2 separate regions of the Mus musculus genome follow, and region 1 is linked to region 2. Evidence: chromatin contacts called from public Hi-C data. All regions are on one chromosome and are shown on one strand. Each heading gives the region's core, a stretch centred on a gene start, on an enhancer-like site or on the middle of the called end of the contact. The rest is flanking DNA. Distances are from core to core; before and after follow the strand shown. Region 1 overlaps Phactr3 (phosphatase and actin regulator 3). Region 2 overlaps Phactr3 (phosphatase and actin regulator 3).

Region 1 (4,772 bases), core at 433-2,932, 110 kb after region 2:
TGCAAATGTCCCTTCTTCCCTCTTGCACATATGCATGCGCCAGGGGTGGGCTGACAGGGACATGGCCAGGCTGTCCCAGGGAGAGGGCCTGGGGATGTTCAGGGAACTGGTCCTTGTCTGAGAGCAAAGCCAAGTGTCTCAGGCAGCAAGGACAAGAACCACAGGTTTAGCTTTGGAGGCAGGGCACCTTTTCCCCAGGACTCCCATGGGGCGGAGTCTTTTGCTTTGTTTTAAATACACAACATGAAATACATGTAAAGGCTGGGTGCAGAGCACTGGGTGAAGTGCTGACCCTTCCAAAGGAGCCAAGTTCCTTGGGGCCAGGAGCACAGGAGGCCTTTTTGCCTGGATTGGACTTGGCATGGCAAGTCCCCCAGGATTCTCATGGCAGCAGGAAACTGCTGCACCTTTCCAGATTAGGAGCTCAGGAGCCCTGCAGGGGTCAGTGTGAGACAGACTACTGGGAGATCACAGCGCCTCCTCTTTTCCCCGTGGTGGCTGTGGGTGTGGGAATAGGTGTGTGGGGACAGCTTTTCTGGCTGTGGGTTATGGATTCTTCTGGCTCAGCTCTGCCTTCTCCCAGGCGAGTAGGAGCAATATGCAGCCGTGGGTGCCCCCTTGTGGTCGACTGCCCTCATGGAGCCTGTCTCACTGAGGCCAAACTTCATAGCCAGGCAGTTCAGGAGGTACTGAGAGGGAGGGAAGACCTGACCATGGACAGGACGTCCCCAGACATGCCCAGAAGCCTTAGTAGACACAAGAGCTCGCTGCCCAGCAATGAAATCTGCCTGCTGTCTTCTCGGAAAGTCGTGCACCTCACGCTCACGCCTGCAAGTGACTGCAAGTGAACACGTGCTCACATGCTCCCTGGAGCTTGCCTCAGAACATGGCTGGTAGGAAAGATCCTGCAGGTGGCCAGGAGTGTCAGCTCTGCACCAAGGTTAACAAATGCACATCACGAGTCCCCTGGTCCTTGTCCCTTACATCTCCACCATGCTGCTAGTGTGCTGGGCTGCATAGTAACCCCTTACATGGGCTGGTAGTATGCTGGGACCTTGTTTGTGGCACTGTCAGACAGCTGCTATGAGGAGAGGTGACCTTTTCCCACTCTGCCTCCCCGATGTCTGGGACTGTCTCCAACCCACCTCCTTGATTAGGAACAGGGTCTTGCCCGTTTCTAGTGCTGACAATACTCATTCCTTGAACGGCTTCCTTCCCTTACTCTGCAACCCATCGACTTGATGTTTTCTTCGATGACCTAAGGACTGTCCTATCCTGATGGCACTGGGTGTTTTATAAGATGCGTCTTACATTAGTGCTGTGCTCATCGACATGGGTATCACGAGGCTTTCAGGGGAGTGGAACCCTGGAAAAGTCTGCCTGGTTTCTGTGTGTTTGCATGCATACTACCTGGCATGCACACATGTGCTCCCACTGTGAACATGCATATGCGTGTTTCTGTGCATGTCTGTGTCAGGTCCCTTTCATAGAAGTTCATGTATAAAGCATGCACATCTCTGTGTTTCCCCCTGCAGCTCTGAGAGGAGATGAGCAATGATGGAGACAAAGGTTGGCCAGAGGAGGCAGCTGACCCAGTGACAGAGGAAGGGGCAGGAGCCCCACCTCCACACTGCCCTGGCTCCACCCAGCGTTTCTTAGCAACAGGCCCTGCCACCAGGACTATTTTGGGAACTGTAGCTTCTTACTGAGTGTGATTCTGGGCAGGAGCTCTGTGCATAGCCCAGAACAGGACCACTGGACTGCCGAGCTGCAGGCACTGATACAGGCAATGCAGTCCTGCAGTGGTAGATGGGACTGGGGGTCCCTGGGCCTTTCAGGGGCAGCTTTGTTATAGTGATGATGATGAGGTATGGCTGTAAATCACAGCAGACATGGGCCCTTTCTCAGGCTTGAGTCCACTTCAGCAGTGAACAGCTATCCCTGTCCCCACCCCACAGGGCAGTGAGGGGCTCGGAGTGACAGGATCCACCTCACGTTCACCTGTCTCAGGTGCAGCACCCACCCTGGTGGTGGTAACAGAATCTCTGACAAGTCAGGTTCATCAACCTGTTCTCAGTTAGGCTAATTAAAGAGACAGGTTAATAGAGAAAACCAGGTTTATTCAGTGGGGAGAACAGAAATGCCCAGTGGGTCCTCAAGTCCTAAAGTGAGATTTAGGTTTAAACAAAAGGCAGGAGGTGTACAGCAAAGCCATCAGGGTGTGGCTGCAACGGCCATTATTCTCTCTCCAGCAAGGTGGTCTAACAAGCTGCTGCCCCTGCAGCTGGCACAGACTTCAGCCATCTCCTCCTCCCAGTATGTGATTCTTGGGGGAATTCTTATTCCTTAGGGAGCATTGTCAGCCAAATGGAGGGACAAGAGTGTCTCTTTCAAATCTCCAGTCCTGATTGGATAGTGACTACAGATCTGGCCCTCCTGTCTGTCTGTACAACTGTCTCACTGAGTAGCTGCAGTGACAGCACATGGGCACTCTGTGGGATGTCTGTACATATATACACGTTTATGCACACATACATACACAGGAGCACACACACTGCATCCTGCCTTGTTACCACATAGAAACTAGTCGGACTTAATCAGTGTTCAGATTCCAGAGAGCCTCATGATGCCCCCTTCATGGTGATCAGCATCATGTCATGTGATCTCTCAAGGGTAGTGACATTTTCACACTGCCTGAGGGAACCTGGCAACAGCGACTGTCACAGAGGTGTGTCAATAACCAGCAAGCCAGTCACAGGGAACTAAAAACACAGTCTTGAGCTTGGTGACATCTGATTCTATGTCCTTGGCTGTTCTGGGTTTGTCTCTGGCCCAAGGATAGCTTGACAGTGAGAGCCAGAAGCCGAATGTGGTCCAGAGCCCGCTTCCCTTTGGTCCTGGGGTTCTGTAAAGCCACCGGAAAGAGCAGGCCATGTGTTCAGCAGTGCTTGGTCACTGTGTGATGGCAGTGCATAGTCACTGTGTAGACCAGCAGTGTGTGGTACTGTGTAGACCAGCAGTGTGTGATACTGTCTGGCCCAGCAGTGTGTGATACTGTGTGGACCAGCAGTGTGTGGTCACCGTGTAGACCAGCAGTGTATGTACTGTGTGGACCAGCAGGGTATTGTCACTCTGGAATTTATGTTGCTGGGTCTGCCTCTAGAAGAGGCAACTAGACTTGCCAGAACTTCAGGGCAGGGGTTGTGGCCCAAAGAGGAGCTCACCCCAGGCATAGATATTGAGACCTCTGGTGAGACTAGCCTTTCAGCAATTCCCCTATGGAGGTGGAAGTACCTTGATGGGAGATCGTGAGCAAGAAGTCAATTTCAGATCTTCTGAGAGATGACAGAAAGCGGTAGATCAGGCAGGAAGCCTGGGCTTGGTCCTGGGCCTACAAGAACCCTCAGGGAGAGAGAACAGTGCTGTCTTGAGGCTACTGTTGACATAAGGATGAGGCCAGTTGTTTGGCTTTCTCTTCACAAACCACACCGGCAGCAAGGAGACCTGGCACCTGCAGCTCACTTACCTTAGAGTACAGCATATTTCTTACTACAGAAAGGCAAGAAAGCCTGCAGTAACACTAGTCCCACATTGTAGACAAGAAAACTAAGGTTCTGATAGGTAGCAGTGGGATGTGTGTTAGAAACATGGTGAGCTTCTGTCCCGGTATGGGGATCAAGTGAACAGTCTTGGGGACCCCAGTGCAGTAGGTGGGTGGCTAGATTGGCTAGCAAAAGGGGGTTTTGACCTTTAAATAATTGATCTTCTACTCCTGTGGAGAAGCACATGGGAGGCTACAGCCAGGACAGCACCCTGTGTGTCCAGGGCTAAGAAATCTCTGCAGACCACACTGCACACTCTATCCTGTCTCCGTAAGTCAGGGACCAAGAGCTTCATGTGGGAGAACGTGTGAGTGCCCTCCATCAGAGCGGACTCGGCATCTCAGAAGGGACATTCTGATCAGCTTCCCTGGAGCTAGCTATGTGGCTGAGAAGTGATTTTGTTACTAGGCACGAGGGGCCCAAGAACCTACTGCCTCGGCTTCCCTGTATTCCAGAAGAAATTAGGTGACAGATATTGGCAAAGGGAGACTGGTATATTTAGGTGAGGAGATAGCTCAGTTGGTAAAGAGCTAGGCGTGGCTGCCATCCCTTGAGCCCAGCACAGGGGAGGAAAGGCTGGCTGGTCAGCCCAAGCTGTCAGGTACGTTTCAGCCTTATAGTTTGGCCCAAACTGGGAGGCAGGAAGTTTTTCATCCTCTCTGCTATTCCTGTATCTGTGCCATAATTTTATAGGAAAGATGAAATGGAGGCAGGAACCACGCATGAGGTGACTTACCTGTGAGATAAACCACCAAAACAAGGTTCTCTCCTCCCTGGGAAGTGAACCTGTCTGCTACCATGGCTTTGGCCTTTCCCTCCCAGCCTGGTTTCCTAGGAAATGTTTACTCCTATAGGTCCAATTGTGTTAGGGTCCCTGTTTCAATTCTGGCCCTCAAAAGGTTGGGCTCTCCTAAGAGCAACAAGTCAGGCACCGACCCTCAGATGCCTCAGCAGCTGAGCCTCAGGAGAAGGGTCTGGGCTTTCCTGAAGCCTCATGAAAGGCTGCAAGTCCCTCATCCTGGCAAGGCTGCTATGCAAATTCTCACACGGCTTCGCTCCATCCTTTGATCCTTATTGGGTTTCATTTGCTCTCCCATAAGCCATCTCCGAAGTCTTTAGAGTATTCGCCGTCTGGGTCAAAGGGCAGCATCTGTCTTCATAGATTCTAGA
Region 2 (4,759 bases), core at 512-3,011:
ATTTCTGATTTGGTGCACCTGATGTTAGGCAGTCAGCTGGCCAGGCCCTGAAGGACACGGACAGGAACGTGGACTCTGGCGTCAGAATTTCTGGGTTCTCCTATCAGCCCACTGTGGTCACAGTGTGACTTTGACAGGTCCACCTGACCTCTCTGAGTCTCGGTTTCCCTATGTGCACAGTGAGGGTTGCCTAGAGAAGGGACTACTTAGAAGGGCAGTTTGTTTATTGAGCATAGTACCTGGAACCCAGGAATAGCCAGGCCTCTGTGAGCCATCTGCAGCTTCTCTTGTCTGTAGGGAAGAGCTTCGACCGAGGACATGGGGTGACTCCTGTGTACCTCAGTGTGTGACAGAGGAAAGCTGTGATCCACTGCTTGTCCACATCTTCCAGATGCCCTGCTGGTCGCTGGGATGGCTCGCTGCTGCCAATCCCCCAAGGGATTTTCAACTCTGCTTTGCACAGCCTGGAGCAGTAGGGTGCACAGGGGAGCCCTCCTTCAAGGCATTCCATAGGAGAACCAGAACACCCAGGTCAAAGGGTGATTCAGAGGGCAGCTGGGGCTCTAGGCTGAGACTGACCCCATACACCAGGACTCCCTCAGGTTCTGAGGTCGGTGTCGGCTCTGGAAGGGGCGTGTGTGCCGGGCCTCTTGTGTTCTGCTGGCCTACTTTCCCAGAGTCCCTGCGACAGCTGATCTGTTTTCATATGAAGTTGAAGCTTTAGAGAGAATTTCTGTTTTCTCTCTCTGGATTTCTGCTTTCTTTCTCTACCTGGTCCCCATGGGGAGGGGAGTAGTTGGTAAGGTTTACCCACATATCACAGGGCCACCTACACATACTGTCCCACACTTTAGATGGTTTGGCCTAGCCTGACAAGCTCCCTGATGGATGGGAAAAGCCAGTGTCCTCTTTGTCAACCTTGGGAAGCTAATGTGACTAATCTGGCCTTTAGATAATTGTTCCAAGTGATGTGGATGTCCGATTATCTCTAACATTTTCTTTGGTCTCTCCCACTTTCTATCATATTCTGGCATCCTTTAGCTATGGGTTTGGGCTGCTCTAAGCTTCATCTTCAGCCACCTCGTGCACACCTTGCTCAATGCTCTGCACCCACACCGAATGTGCAGCCAGGGGCTTTTGTCTATGGCCAATTCTTATCTCTGTTCACAGGTGACAAAGAAAAGCAAGAGCGTGGAAGGAAAAGAAAATCTGAAAGGTTAAGCCACCAACCTCTTGGTGGCCTGAGGCTAAACGGTGTGGCCCTGATGGAAATCCCTGGAGCTGGTGAAACTGGCAGAGGGGCTCAGAGCTCAGAGCTCAGCCTCAGGCTCACGTGCTTTGCTAAAACAGGCCTGCACATTTGTGGGTAATTAGTCTCTGTGTGCCTTTTAAAAAATGAGCAGATCCCAGTTTATTCCAGCAGGATGTGCACAGAGCAGCTGTTCTCCTGGGGGAGTACGTGTGATTTCTTCTGACCGTTTGTCTTTCCCTCTCTGCCACTCTCCTGTCTCTGTGGGCTTGAGCTGGAGGCCTCATCCCAATCAGTGACCTTATGACAGGAGGATGAGGGCTTGTTTCCTTCAGCTTCCATGGGCTCTGCTGACATTTCACGGGTGACATTTCAGGTGCCAGAGCTTCTTAGAGATGGGACTCGGCAGCTCTTCTCAGCATTGAGAGTCGGTGAGGAAGAGAAAGACAGATACAGAGAGCAGCAGTGCCGCTTGCCTCACAGCAGGTGTGGTCCCTGTCCTTCTCCCTCCCTCTCAGCACACTGTGAGCCAATTACAGTACCCAGCATGCTGCAGGCATGGGGCATGTGCAGTGAGCAAACCCATAGCCCCACCTTCCTGCAGTGAGTGGTCTAGTGGGGGTGGGCTCAGGCAGGCTTGGCACAGGTGGCTCGCTGTACCATCAAGCTGGGGGAGGACTGCCCTGCTGCCATGTAAGGAAGGCACAGGGCCAGCAAGGGCCAGCATGCTCTGCAAGCTGGAGGAGATTCTAAGGTTGGGAAAATCACTTGAACAAGGGCAAGAGGCAGGTTGGAGGAAAGGGAAGAAACATATTGGGCCAAAAGCCCTGTTGGGGGAGAAAGCTTGGGGTGTACACATAACTGGAGTATCAAGTTGGAGAGTATGGAAGGGTAATGCACAGTGTGGTGGTGGGAGAGAAGCCAGGACAGGGGAAAGCCTGACAGGGGAAGGCCTGACAGGGGAAGGGATGGTATCCTCTAAGCGAGAGCATGGGACATCAGAGAGAGGAACATGTGCACACTGTGTGTGCACTGACAGGAGGAGTGTGTGTACTGTGTGTGCACTGCTGGCAGACTGATTCTGCCACGTATTTCTAAGACCTTCCCCTAGTAAGGGTTTCGGGGGAACCGCTGAGGAAGGAGGGTATGGCCTTGAGCTCACTGGGCAAAATGTCTGACTCAATTTCTGACATGCCTGTGAGAAAATCATGACCCTGGTCTTCTTAGGAAGGCCAGTGTGCCTCCTGGGGCATCTGTGTGGCATTTGGCCACACTGTTGTGAAGCCAAGGGCTTTGCCCAGCATGGACATGGGGGTCACTGTGGGACATGAATCCCACGCGAAAGGCAGCAGTCTCTTTAGGGCTTGGTAGGAGGAGAAGCTGATGGGAAGAGAGAGCCTGTGTGTTCTGACCTGGGAGTGATTGTCTAGGCCACAGTGAGCTTTGGGGGTTTGGGATAAAGTTCTCCTCTTGGGATGTGGAGCTAGGACAGTGTCAGCTGAGCCACACTGAGTGTTGCCTATGCTTCTCTGCCAGGAGGGAGGGAGAGACTCTTAGTGACCTATGTCCTGCATAGTTCCCCACCTGTGTGTGAAGAGGCTAGTAACAGTGATATTACTGTGCCTAGGCTGTGTGACATGGGGACATTTAACCCTGAGAAAGTGTGATCACCCTCAGTTGGACCAACCCCATCAGACGAGCCCTTCCAAAGGGACAAAGCTCGTTATGTGTCTGAGACTTGAGTCTGGCATAGGCTAAGTACAGTGGCTTTGAAAGGTGGGAGGTAGTTATGTGGGGCAAGAGACACTTGTCCAGTTGCTTAGCCTGGCTTCTGCTGAGTGTTAACAGGACATGACCATAAGCAGCTGAGCTTTGTCTGAGCCAAGCCCCAAGTGAGTGTGGACAGGGTCCAGCTGAGAATGCAGCCTGGAAGGCCTCAGAACTCCCAGTCTGGAGAGCCCAGGCTTCTGTCGACAGAGCCATGGGCTAATACATGGCTGCTAAGTGTATGTCCTTTTGTGGTGGGAACTGAGAGGGGCAGTTGTCACTGTCTTGCTTCCCATCAGAAAGCTTGAGGTTACAGGGCTGAAGAATAGCAGCCATGTGCCGTTCAGCCTGGTTGATGACCCAGTCCCTGTAGCACACACAGGACATTGTTTTCCCAAGCTCCATAGACTTAGTAACCAGAGTTTCTTCTGTCTCTCCCCTAGCGTCCTAGTTAGGATTTGGAGGAGGCAAACTGAACTCGGGTTTCTCTGACATCTGTGTGCCAGTCCCTGTCTGCCCAGCCCCACACCAGTTGTACATCTTACAGTTTACCTGGATCCGAACACCTCTTACTTGGAGGGAGTAGTGGATTCCACAGATTGAGGGTTATGTCTCAAACAGGGCCCCCTCCCCATTTCAGAGGCAGACCCCAAGCTCTAGGTATCTCACCTACAACTGTGACTCAGGCTCCACGCACTCAGTGCACCCAGTAACTTCTGTGTACAGCCAGCTCCTGCTCTTTTATCCTTTGTTGCAATTATGTATCCAGAGTGCAGTGGGGATGTGAGGATGTGGCGGCTGAGTGTTCCTTCTCTGCTTCTGGGCGGATGGACCTTTCTGGGTTGGCTCTCACATTGTCAGTGTTCTGTGAGGAGGAATAGGGTGCCAGACTGTGGAATTTATGAACATGGTGTGAGGGGCTGAGAAGAGCCATCAGTTCCCCTGCCCGGCTCCCTGCGGACTTACATACCTTGGATATCCCAGGGACAGGTGGTGTATTGAGACAGGATTCAACCCCTGTTTTCGTCCTGCTGAGAACTGTGTGTCAACATCAGGGGCTACACAGGGCCAGTATATGTGTCCCATGTCACCTGGGGCCCAAGGGCTCTCCAGCAATCTCTGCCAATAACTTGGGTAAAGATAGATACCCCAGCACAATTCTACCTTTCAAGTGTCCAGGTCCTGTCCCAGGCACTGTAGCTGCCTTGGGAGCCTCTAAGTCATCCTAATACAACAGAGTAGTAGTGGTCTGGGTTTTGTTTTCATATTAAATTATCATTAGTTTTGGTTCTACAGGAATACTATAAAGGGAGAAGAGAATCCCCCTTCTTTCTATTTATCTCATGTTACTTTCCTGTTCTGACACTCAGTGAGATTAGTGATTAAGCTTTGTGTGTGTGTGTGTGTCCCTTCCCTCCCCCACCTCACCCCCACACTCTCAACCGACTGACTTGTGGCTACAAGCAGAGGCTCATACTGCACTCAGAGTCCTTTCAGCCCTCACACAGCTTTCTCTATCCCAGGTTACCCTCCAGGTACCACCAGGCATTTAGTTGTCTTCTTGCTGGGACCCTTCCTCTTGCTGCTTCTGCACAACCCTTCAGTTGTGACAATGGCCAATGGGCCATTTAGGATGAACTTTGACCCAGAGGTTCATTTTTAGTCTCTCATCTGCTGCTCTGTCTGTGGAGCCCCGAGCTGTGCAGCAGGCTCCTCTCCGTGTCCTTCGTGAGTTCTGCAGCC

Evidence for each region. A called contact is a pair of places that touch in the nucleus more often than the background predicts.
Region 1: a Hi-C map of cortical neurons shows a contact between it and region 2, with 2.2 times the contacts expected there. The contact joins two enhancer-like sites. A contact is called at or near these places in 44 of 484 Hi-C or Micro-C datasets (the BV-2 cell line, the CH12 cell line, LSK cells and 25 more), 18 of 115 datasets of contacts at active chromatin or transcription factors (PVALB interneurons, VIP interneurons, astrocytes and 12 more) and 4 of 9 other capture datasets (adipose tissue, embryonic stem cells, liver and 1 more).

What each region holds. Positions count from the first base shown.
Region 1 is chr2:178,263,984-178,268,755 of GRCm38.p6, forward strand. All of the region lies in intron 3 of Phactr3 (phosphatase and actin regulator 3), which reads left to right. Among named protein-coding and RNA genes, the nearest start is that of Phactr3, 120 kb to the left of the region's middle. Within about 2 kb of position 1,683, at least 41 of the 459 cell types and tissues checked have an H3K27ac peak or open chromatin away from gene starts, as enhancers often do. A contact at or near this core is called in VIP interneurons, brain, cerebellar granule neurons and 3 more, where this site is marked.
Region 2 is chr2:178,152,945-178,157,703 of GRCm38.p6, forward strand. The region is part of intron 1 of Phactr3 (phosphatase and actin regulator 3); the gene reads left to right. Among named protein-coding and RNA genes, the nearest start is that of Phactr3, 13 kb to the left of the region's middle. Within about 2 kb of position 1,762, at least 33 of the 459 cell types and tissues checked have an H3K27ac peak or open chromatin away from gene starts, as enhancers often do. A contact at or near this core is called in VIP interneurons, brain, cerebellar granule neurons and 3 more, where this site is marked.